Regions from separate parts of the Sus scrofa genome. Here all the other regions are linked to region 3. Evidence: chromatin contacts called from public HiChIP or PLAC-seq data. All regions are on one chromosome and are shown on one strand. The core of a region is the stretch at or near the end of the contact, and the rest is flanking DNA. Distances in the headings are between cores, read along the strand shown. Region 1 holds the start of METTL6 (methyltransferase like 6). Region 2 holds the start of ANKRD28 (ankyrin repeat domain 28). Region 3 holds the start of HACL1 (2-hydroxyacyl-CoA lyase 1).

What was found. HiChIP or PLAC-seq counts read pairs in DNA pulled down with a chosen protein or histone mark.
Region 1: a contact with region 3 is called in an H3K27ac HiChIP or PLAC-seq map of skeletal muscle. The contact joins the promoter of METTL6 here to the promoter of HACL1 in region 3. A contact is called at or near these places in 4 of 47 Hi-C or Micro-C datasets (blood, fetal liver and liver) and 2 of 2 datasets of contacts at active chromatin or transcription factors (alveolar macrophages and skeletal muscle).
Region 2: a contact with region 3 is called in an H3K27ac HiChIP or PLAC-seq map of skeletal muscle. The contact joins the promoter of ANKRD28 here to the promoter of HACL1 in region 3. A contact is called at or near these places in 2 of 2 datasets of contacts at active chromatin or transcription factors (alveolar macrophages and skeletal muscle).

The regions. Positions count from the first base shown.
Region 1 is chr13:2,653,415-2,656,367 of Sscrofa11.1, forward strand. It overlaps METTL6 (methyltransferase like 6), which reads right to left and starts at 1,415. Exons shown (of 5, transcript NM_001206446.1): 1 at 201-1,415. The coding sequence starts at 425. It overlaps EAF1 (ELL associated factor 1), which reads left to right and starts at 1,415. Exons shown (of 6, transcript NM_001206456.1): 1 at 1,415-1,784. The coding sequence starts at 1,415.
Region 2 is chr13:3,056,035-3,059,016 of Sscrofa11.1, forward strand. It overlaps ANKRD28 (ankyrin repeat domain 28), which reads right to left and starts at 1,579. Exons shown (of 28, transcript NM_001206449.1): 1 at 1,333-1,579; 2 at 173-256. The coding sequence starts at 1,458.
Region 3 is chr13:2,839,510-2,842,571 of Sscrofa11.1, forward strand. It overlaps HACL1 (2-hydroxyacyl-CoA lyase 1), which reads right to left and starts at 1,369. Exons shown (of 17, transcript NM_001206454.1): 1 at 926-1,369; 2 at 649-753. The coding sequence starts at 1,015. It overlaps BTD (biotinidase), which reads left to right and starts at 916. Exons shown (of 4, transcript XM_013981377.2): 1 at 916-1,199.

The DNA.
Region 1 (2,953 bases), core at 165-2,664, 190 kb before region 3:
TGGTTTCTCATGGATTCGTTAACCACTGCGCCACGACGGGAACTCCAACAGTGTATTTCTAAGGTACAAAAACTTATGAAGCGTTTTGACAGGCTTCATATATTCTCTACCTCACACTGCCCGTGAGAATGCAATAAAACACCCCTCTTCCACACATTCTTAATGAAAGACAGTTCAAATAAGGCGTAATATTAGTTTACCTCTCTACAAGATCTGAGCTCCTCAAACTCTCTGGTGGTCCAGTGTCTATCTTTGAAGAAATTAGTGCTATTTCTTTTGTAAAAAAGGTCCCAGTTTTTCTGAGCCTCTTTTTCCAGTTTTTGCTGTTTAAAATCAGACACTAAAGCCTGGTCTCTTTTCAGTTTTTCCTCTTCTTCAGAGCTGAGAACCCTTGCCTGCAGCCCTTTCCTTTGCAAAGAAGCCATCTCCTAAGTTGATGGTAATATATTTAACACTGCTGGATATTCTCCCTTCGCGAATAACCCGAGAAATTCAAGCAGATACTACACAGGCAGAGTTTTCTCAGATGCGGCCCCTCTCTTTGGGTTCAGGCCTCAGGCAACGTCGGGTGTTTTGCAGGAAAAAAGAATGAGATTCTGGTTGGGGGTTCTGGAACAGTTTTAAAGATGCTGAGTTAGTGGTTCTAACACAGTTTTTTCACCAAACAGTTCAATTCACCAAATGTTTACTAGTGGCCGACCCTACACAAAACCCTGCCCCGCTATAAGAAAAGAGGTCATAAAGAAGACCCAGACACTGCCCTTGCCTACAGAGGGCTGACATTCAGCTGCCAGGGCGCTCTCACGCATAGAACTCTAATTCAAACCTGAATAAGTCAACTATTATAATAAATCGCTTTAGTTTAGAACAGAGTCACTCCCAAGAACTAAGAAACCTTTGGGGGAAGATACTCGTCAATGTTCGGTGCCCGTGAAAGGGGCGACTTAACAGCTGCCGGTACTGGAGAAGGGTGGTCAATTCACAGACAGAAGCAGTGTCACCGTTTCCAAGGAACACGGAGCTAAGCCTGGGAGGCCTCAGTCGCAGAGTTTCACGAAGCAGAGGGGCGTCGCTTTCCAGGAACTGAGGCCCTCGCGCAGTCGTCCGCGCAAAGGGAAGGAAGAGACCCAGGGACGCGTGGTGTGGGGTTCCAGGACACCGGGGATAACCTGGCCGCCCGGCCACGAGCACCTGTGAGCGCTTGTGAGGAGCCCTGTTCACCGAGACCGCCGCGCGCCAGCGCCCAGTCTTCAGTTCCTAGGTTCCCCTGGAGGGTGGCGCCGGGCGCGCTAAGCCCTCACCCAGGCCCAACCGCGTGAGTAGAATTTGGGAGCCACCGCGGTAAAACCCAGCGGCTGGACAAACCAGTCTGCAGCACCTCGCATTGGGCTTCTCCCAGCGGAGTCTTTTTGCCATGGCACCGCCCCCGCCACTTCCGCTTCGAGACCGGAAGTCCCTCCCCGGCGCCGGAAGTTCCGCGGCCCCGCTTCCTCACAGTTGTCCCCCGCCCCGACGCGCACGCCAGGACTTATTTCCAGCCGCAGGTGGGCACCGGCTCGGTTCTCCGCTCGCCCCGGGGTGCTGTCCCGGGAGCGCTGCTCCCTCGAACTCAGGCGCCGGCAGCTCCGGCCGCGGGCGCGCCAGGAGGGCGCCGGGGCGGGCGCGCGGCCCGTGCGGGGCCATGAACGGGACGGCCAACCCTCTGCTGGACCGCGAGGAGCACCGCCTGCGGCTTGGGGAGAGCTTCGAGAATCGGCCGCGGGCCTCCTTCCACACCATCCGCTGTGAGTCCGCATCCCGCAGCCGCCACAGGCCGACCTCGATCCCGTAGCCCGGGGAGCCTGCCAGCATCAGTTCCCTTCCTATCTCCCCGGATCCGCAGGGACATTTTGCTTTTTCCCGGTTCACTCTTCCCAAACAAGACTTTTCGTCCCTCCCTCCTGTTCCTCTGCCTCGTGGTCCCAAACACGTCTTCCAAAGACCATTGGCCCCCTTTCCTGCCAGGTCCAGCCCTCCCGCGTGCCGAACCTACCCCTCTTGCTGCCTAAAGGTTGCCGAGTCCACATCAGGGTTCAGCTCGTTTCCCTAGGCCCCCCACTCCACCACGACCCACTAGGGGATCTCCACGATTCAAAGATTTTTCCCGTTTGCTTGGGAGCTGCCTCCACTCTCTCCTATTCCATTTTCTTCTGTTGTCCTCACTTTTCTCGTATGTTTTGGTTCTGGCCGCCCTAACGCCGCGCTTCATCCCCACTGCAAACATCAGAAACCGCATTCCCCTCTGCGCCGCATCAGTCTTCCTCCTCCATCTCTTCGTGCCAGCTTTTCGTCTGCCTTTGAGGTTACCTGGACTACCCCGACTTTTCCTCGGGACCATGTCCCTTGTGGGTGAGGAATAAAATTGGAATTTGTGAGCCAAGAATAAGTTACAGCTTGGTCTATGTTTGGAAGCAGAAGCAGCAGACATAAGGAATGTGAAAATAGTCATTATGCTGGGTCTCCTTTTTCTCCTTGATTACAGACTCTGTTGAGGGAGGGCCCTTCTACTCTGTGTCCTGAGTAAAGACTTGGCTGACTGAGCATCTCTCTGATTCACAAACTCCTGGCTTCCCATCCTGGTAGCCCTAATGCTGGTTAAGACTTGTTTTTCTGAGAGGAACTCTCAGAGGTGACTCAACACCTTGGAAGAGGGTGTGTTAGATAATGATGTTCTGTCTTCATGTGGTCACTTGCACCGTCATTCCTCTTCTTCCTACTGACAGCAGATCAGCCCTTTCTGAGGGAGGATATTGAGGATGTGAGGGAGCGTCATTTCCTGAGGAGGTTATTTGTTGGTAGCGTGAAGGAAAGTGAGGAGCTTAAGAAAGATACTTCAAAGAGGCACCTGGCCTGCAGGTTGAGGCAAATGTGTGTTAAAAGTAAGAGTGCTGTTCAGGTTGTGCTTTAACTGCAA
Region 2 (2,982 bases), core at 329-2,828, 220 kb after region 3:
CCATTACCCTGAATATTTATGTTCAGTCCCTTCTTTTTTGCTTCAAGTCACTTCTACCCTTGTTTAAAACAGCCATTATAGAATTGTTATGTCTTTTAACAAAAATCATAACTCTAGGAAAGAGCTTTTTTTAAAGTAGATTTCAAGGCTGGTATCAGTGAAATTGTTTTACCTGAAAGTTAACATCTTCTTTCTTAAATATTAGTGCTCGAACTTCATCAGGATCTCCATTAAATATAGCTTGCACCAGTGATGGCTAAAATACAAGAGAGTAATAAAAACATTAATCACACCACAAGAAAAAACTAAATTTTTTCTTCCGTATCATAATAATGATCACTTGGCTTTTGACATGAATCTAGTTTCATGAAGTCAAACTGCATGAAAGTATAGGATTCTTCCTTGGAAATAAAAGAAGGCCTAATTAAAAAAAAACCAATTCAGCATGACCAAAATTAGGTAGTATAATAAGTATAATCGGATTTTATTTTACGAGTGCAGGCCTTTTACTTATGTATCTGACAAAAAGGATGTCTCTTTCAAATACAAGTGAGACATCTCAATATCTACTTGTGGGACACAACTTGTCAGACATGCAGTTATCAGTCCATGTGGAAGCCCAAGAAAGAAGGCCTCCTTGAAAAGTTCTGTTTAGGGCACCAAAGTAATTTGCATGGTTAGCATTACATGCATAAAGATAAAAATCCAAAGAAACAAAACCTGGTAGTTGATGAAAATCAACACTATTCAAAGACCAAAAATTACTGTATACCTGAATAACACGAAGGGGCAGACAAGTGCCTGTCTAAATACAAAAATTTCTTCATCAATGACATAGCCTCTCTAATAAGGTATGTTATTATATCAATTAAACAACAGTATTCAAATTAAGGTTAAAGATGAAGTCTGATTCCTTTTCACATTACAGCTGTGCATATAAGTACATAAAATCCGTTACTTTCTAAAAGGCTGTGCCTCAGTATTGCTGGCAGTAGTCAACCTTTCCTATAACATACATTTCCTCATTCTTGTTACATCAGTTTTTAAAACCACAAAGTGAAAACAGAAACATGGTTGCTATAACTACTATTCTCAAATTATTTTTAAAAGTCTTTTTAAGAGATTAAGAGACAAAGTCTGAAGTGATATCTAAACATCTCAAAAAGCGAAAATCAGAAATGTGTGCATTTATACACACATAATATTGCATCATATTCACACACTTACATGGCTTTCATTTGGATTCTTTATGAAACTAGTGGAAATGTTTATTCTTAAAAAGTAAAATTTACCCTACTAGTTCAGTAGAATACAGTAAATACATAAACTCTCGTATCTTACCAATACATTTCCTGAAGGTGAAGAATGTAGGGATTTATTTTCCTGTGGCAATTTAGAAATGAATGCAGGAGGCTCATCTTCTACCTCCTCCAAAACAACAATACACACTCGACTCATTCGCTCTTTTAAAAAACTGAATTCTAAGCTATGTGATAAAAGTCACAGTTGGAAGAGCACAAGTAGTTTTTCCTCCTCCTCTTCTGTACAACACTCTGAATCATTCTCTGAACAGCGAAGCTGGTTTTTTAAAGTTAATAAGTACCATCGGAAAAAGTGAAGTTTAAAATTATACCTACATAACTTGTAACTTCCTAAAAACAACAAAATTCTATTTTTTTTTTTTGTTGGGTTGCTATAATACTTAAAAGAAATTTCACATCAACATGTCAACAACTAAAGCAGTGCAGTACAAGCTCATTTAAAAATACTTCCCCCTACCAAAATAGTCATTTTCTGTTTCACAGAAATTGACTTGATCATTGGATAACAATGCCACACACTGCAGAGTAAGATGAGAAACAACTGCTGTGGCAGAGATGATCACTCTTGCCTGCAAGGTCATATAGTTACCAGTAGCTGCCTTGCTTATAATCGAAAATAAAAAATAAAATCTCACTATTCTGTTTCCACTTCTAATTTATCTTCATTTCTTCAGTTTCAATGGTTTGATGCAGATACTATCCAGAAAAAAATACATCCAAGAGCTCAACACAAATTCTTAAAATGTTGCTCAGAGGTTGACAATTCTTACTGTGTTTGAGAAAGAAAAAAGACAACAGTCTGCATTAATAGCAAAGCTGCAGTACATTTACATGCGATGAGTCAGACCACAAGAGACAATAGGACTCTTGGTGCTGGAATACGGCTTGATTAATCCAGATATCCCATGTAAGAGAAGAAACACAGTTAGCTTTATTCCCATGGACAGTACAAGCGAGGCGCAGCGTTCATTCCTCCTCCATCAGGCAGTTGTCTGTGGTGCTCCAGTAAAAGGGCACAGGCACCCAGCAAAAACCGTGTTAGCGGAGAATCCTAATGGAACAGGCAGGCTGCGAAGGAATTAGAAGGCATTTGAGCTCAAATTACTGCTTCAGGCTTTTCATTAAAGAAAAGGGGAGGGGGGACCCCAGTAGTTTATCACTCCAGTGTTTTCTTTGATCTCCACATGAATACAGCTTCCATTAAATAGTCTTCATTCAGAGAAAAAAACAGCAGACTGTGCATCTTCTTTGAGCCAACTACTTTATTCAGTCATCTGCCTCTGTGCCAATATAGTTTCCTTCCACCGTGAAAACCGCTACAGTTATCCTTTTCAGTCAATTTTAGATGCTTTCCTGTTCCTCAGATGATCTTGCAAAACGCCACAGACACCACCAAATGAGTAGATCCTTGAAAAATCGAGGAGCCCAGGATCGGCCCCACAGAAGCATTCCAACTGAGCAACAGTCTGAAGAGCAAAGACTGCAGAACTGCAGGATGAAATGCCTAGTAATGCTCACATGTTACACTTACCAGAGAGCTGAGCTACTGCTCGGGATGTAACTTCCTCTAGCAGGAGAAAAAAATAGTGCATTTGGACAGCCTTCACAATTAGAAGGTTCATGCCAGTTCTGTGACTAATCCAGATCAAACTAAAAAATT
Region 3 (3,062 bases), core at 119-2,618:
AACAGGGAGGAGGCCAAGATTCAGACCAGATAACTGTCCGTTCCAATTGTGACACTCTAGACTTGGCAAAGTACAATACCGTATAGTGTTAAAAAGAGTGTGGACTCCATGGGAGTTCCCGTCCTGGCCCAGTGGTTAACGATTCCGACTAGGAACCATGAGGTTGCGGGTTTGATCCCTGGCCTTGCTCAGTGGGTTAAGGATCTGGCATTGCAGTGAGCTGTGATGTAGGTTGCAGATGCGGCTCTGATCCTGCCTTGCTGTGGCTCTGGCCTACGCCGGCGGCTACAGCTCAGGTTCGATTGGACTCTTAGCCTGGGAACCTTCATATGCCGGCAGGAGCGGCCCAAGAAATGGCAAAAAGACAAAAAAAAAAAAAGTGTGGACTCCAGATCCATAATACCTAGGTCCAAATGTGGTCCTGCCAATACCAGAGGTCTCCTTGGGCAAATTTCTTAACCTCTCTGGGTCTCACTTTTCTCATCCGCAACTAGGATTAACAATGGTCCTTGCCTCCTAGGATCGTTGTGACGGATACGTGTAAAATATTACTGTAGTGATAAGCGCCGACTCTCTGCAATGAGTATTTGCCATTATTATCATTACTCATCCTCAATCGTGCATTCATCTCTCAAGGTCCATACTTACAGCCTGCTCATTCCTCATCCCGACGTATCTGATGCCCAGTTTCTGGGTGGCAAGGGCAATTTCAGTCACTGGAATGCCTACGATGCCAAACATGTAGTTCACGTCCTGGGGGCCAAGAACAGAGGAATAAGGCCAGGGCTCCCAGCCCCACAGCTCCCTTCTGCGACGGTAAAAGGAAAACCTCCCGCAAACCTCTCTGCTGCCAGCCCCCACCGTTTCCCCCGTTTCTAAGACAACGACTCGGCCCCGCCGGCTTCCGTAGGAGCGTTCCTAACACCTGTGTTTTCAGGGACTGGGCGATGACTTCCGCACCGGACATCTGCGCCTCGCTTGGGTTGCTGCCCTCTGCCAAGTTATTTCCGGACATCTTCCACCTTAAAGTTCGAGGCCCTACCGCAGTCGACGACAGGCTGAAGCGGAGTTACCAAGCCAAAGCAGGCTCGAAAACACCAACCGTGGAACCGCCCCTCTGAGGAGGAGGCCACCCGCCCTTCGGAGAGCGGAGGGGAGGAGGCGGGGCGGAAGCCGGCAAGCTCGTGAGGAGGTGAGAGGTAAACCCACTCTCTCCAATCACAACGGGGCCTTTTCCTGGACCGTCCATTCGTGGGGGGATGGGAGCAAAGTGCCAGGAGAAGGCGGGACTAGCTGGAGGCGGCGGCCTAAGCCTAGAGAGTGAGAGGCCGATCAGCGGGCGCTCGTTGCCACACTCTACAACCCACTTCGGGACCCTGGAGGGCGAGTGAGTGGCGCATGCGCAAATCCGGGGTGGAAGAGGGCGGAGCGCAGGCGCACTCGCGGCTTCGCCTTGGGGCCTGCGCACAGGTTCGCACAGGCTGCTGGGGTGTAATGGGAAGGTGCTGAGGGCTAGGCAAAAGTCTTCTTCGGGTTGCGTAGTCGTTATTCCGCGTCTCCTGTGTTCTGAGCTTTGACCTAAATGCTTTTTGGTTTATGAGTTCATAACCTCGTGGGTTTACAACCCGAGAACGTAGTATTTCATTAAACCCGCAAGCGGGAGATCCGTATTTGGCACCGTGGGTTAAGGATCCGGTATGTCGCGTCTGCGGCTTGGATTCGATACCTGGGACTCGGGGACTTACATTTGCCTGGAGTGCTTAAAAAAAAAAGAAAAATCCATAATCAAATGTGTACTTCTTATCCCGTGTCATATATAAGGACGCCAAATCTCCACGCAGGACGAGGCAAGTTGCTAAAAGCCGTTGGACCCAGGACAGTCTTGTGCTCTATTCATTGTTCAGCCCTTTGGCCACAGGAGATAAGAAGGGCCTCTTAAGCCTATTCTTGACCATTTTATTCTCTAACCCTTGCTGCTAACCCTCCACTCTTTACAAAGTCAGGAAATGGGGATATTTGTGATTAATTAGCGTGGGTAACCACAAGGAGCTCTGCAGTGGAGCATCTTTTAAAACACATTTTAAAAAAAAAAACACATTTTTGAGTAAAAAATGTGCTTACAGTGTGCAATTTATGAAGCTAAATCCTCAAGATCTGCTCAGTAGCAACCAAAATCTCCAATCCTAATGAAGAGTGGAACTTTAAATTTGGGGGGATTCGAAGTGTTTTAAAATGCAAAGAACCCAGTAATATGTGGAAAGTGAAGAAACAAGAAGAGAGGGCAGTGGGTCATGAGTAGTGAAATGGATGAAAAGCATTGGAAATGAAAGAATTTCTAAACCCTGTGGGTCCTTCCGAAAAGGGTTCTCTGGGAATTTGAAACTCTGACTTTCACCCAAAGCAGAGGAGAATAAAATAGTTGCTTCCTTGAATATGGGGGCCTGGGCTAGTGTAGTCCATCTAAGAGGGAGATTTCTTTGAAGTCTCAGAGTTCGTCTAAAAAAAATAATAAATGCAGATCTTCAGTTGTATTCCAGAATCTGTATTTTAATTGAGGTAAAATAAATATAAATGTACACATCTTAAATGAGTTTTGACAATTGTATATACCTCCGGAACCACCACCCAGAATAAAAATGACATGTTAAACTACTTATCTGTCAAGGAAAATTGAGATTCCAGAAAGGTACAGAGTGTTTTTTGTGTGGCTTTGAATGGTCCTTGGCACACTATCTCCTGTCCCTGTTTGAGAAGCATAGACTGCACACCTCTCTATCATGTGGGATTGATATCAGTACCTGTGTGACAGTCTCTACCCCCAAGCATCAGACTCACTTGGAAAGCTATTTATTTATTTATTTATTTGCTTTTTGGGGCCACACATGTGGCGTATGGAAGTTCCCAGGCTAAGGGTCGAATCGGAGCTGCAGCTGCCAACCTACACTACAGCCACTGCAACTCGGGAAACAAGCCCTGTCTGTGACCTACACCACAGCTCATGGCAATGCCGGATCCTTAACCCACTGAAGGAGGCCAGGGCTCGAACCCGTGTCCTCGTGGAT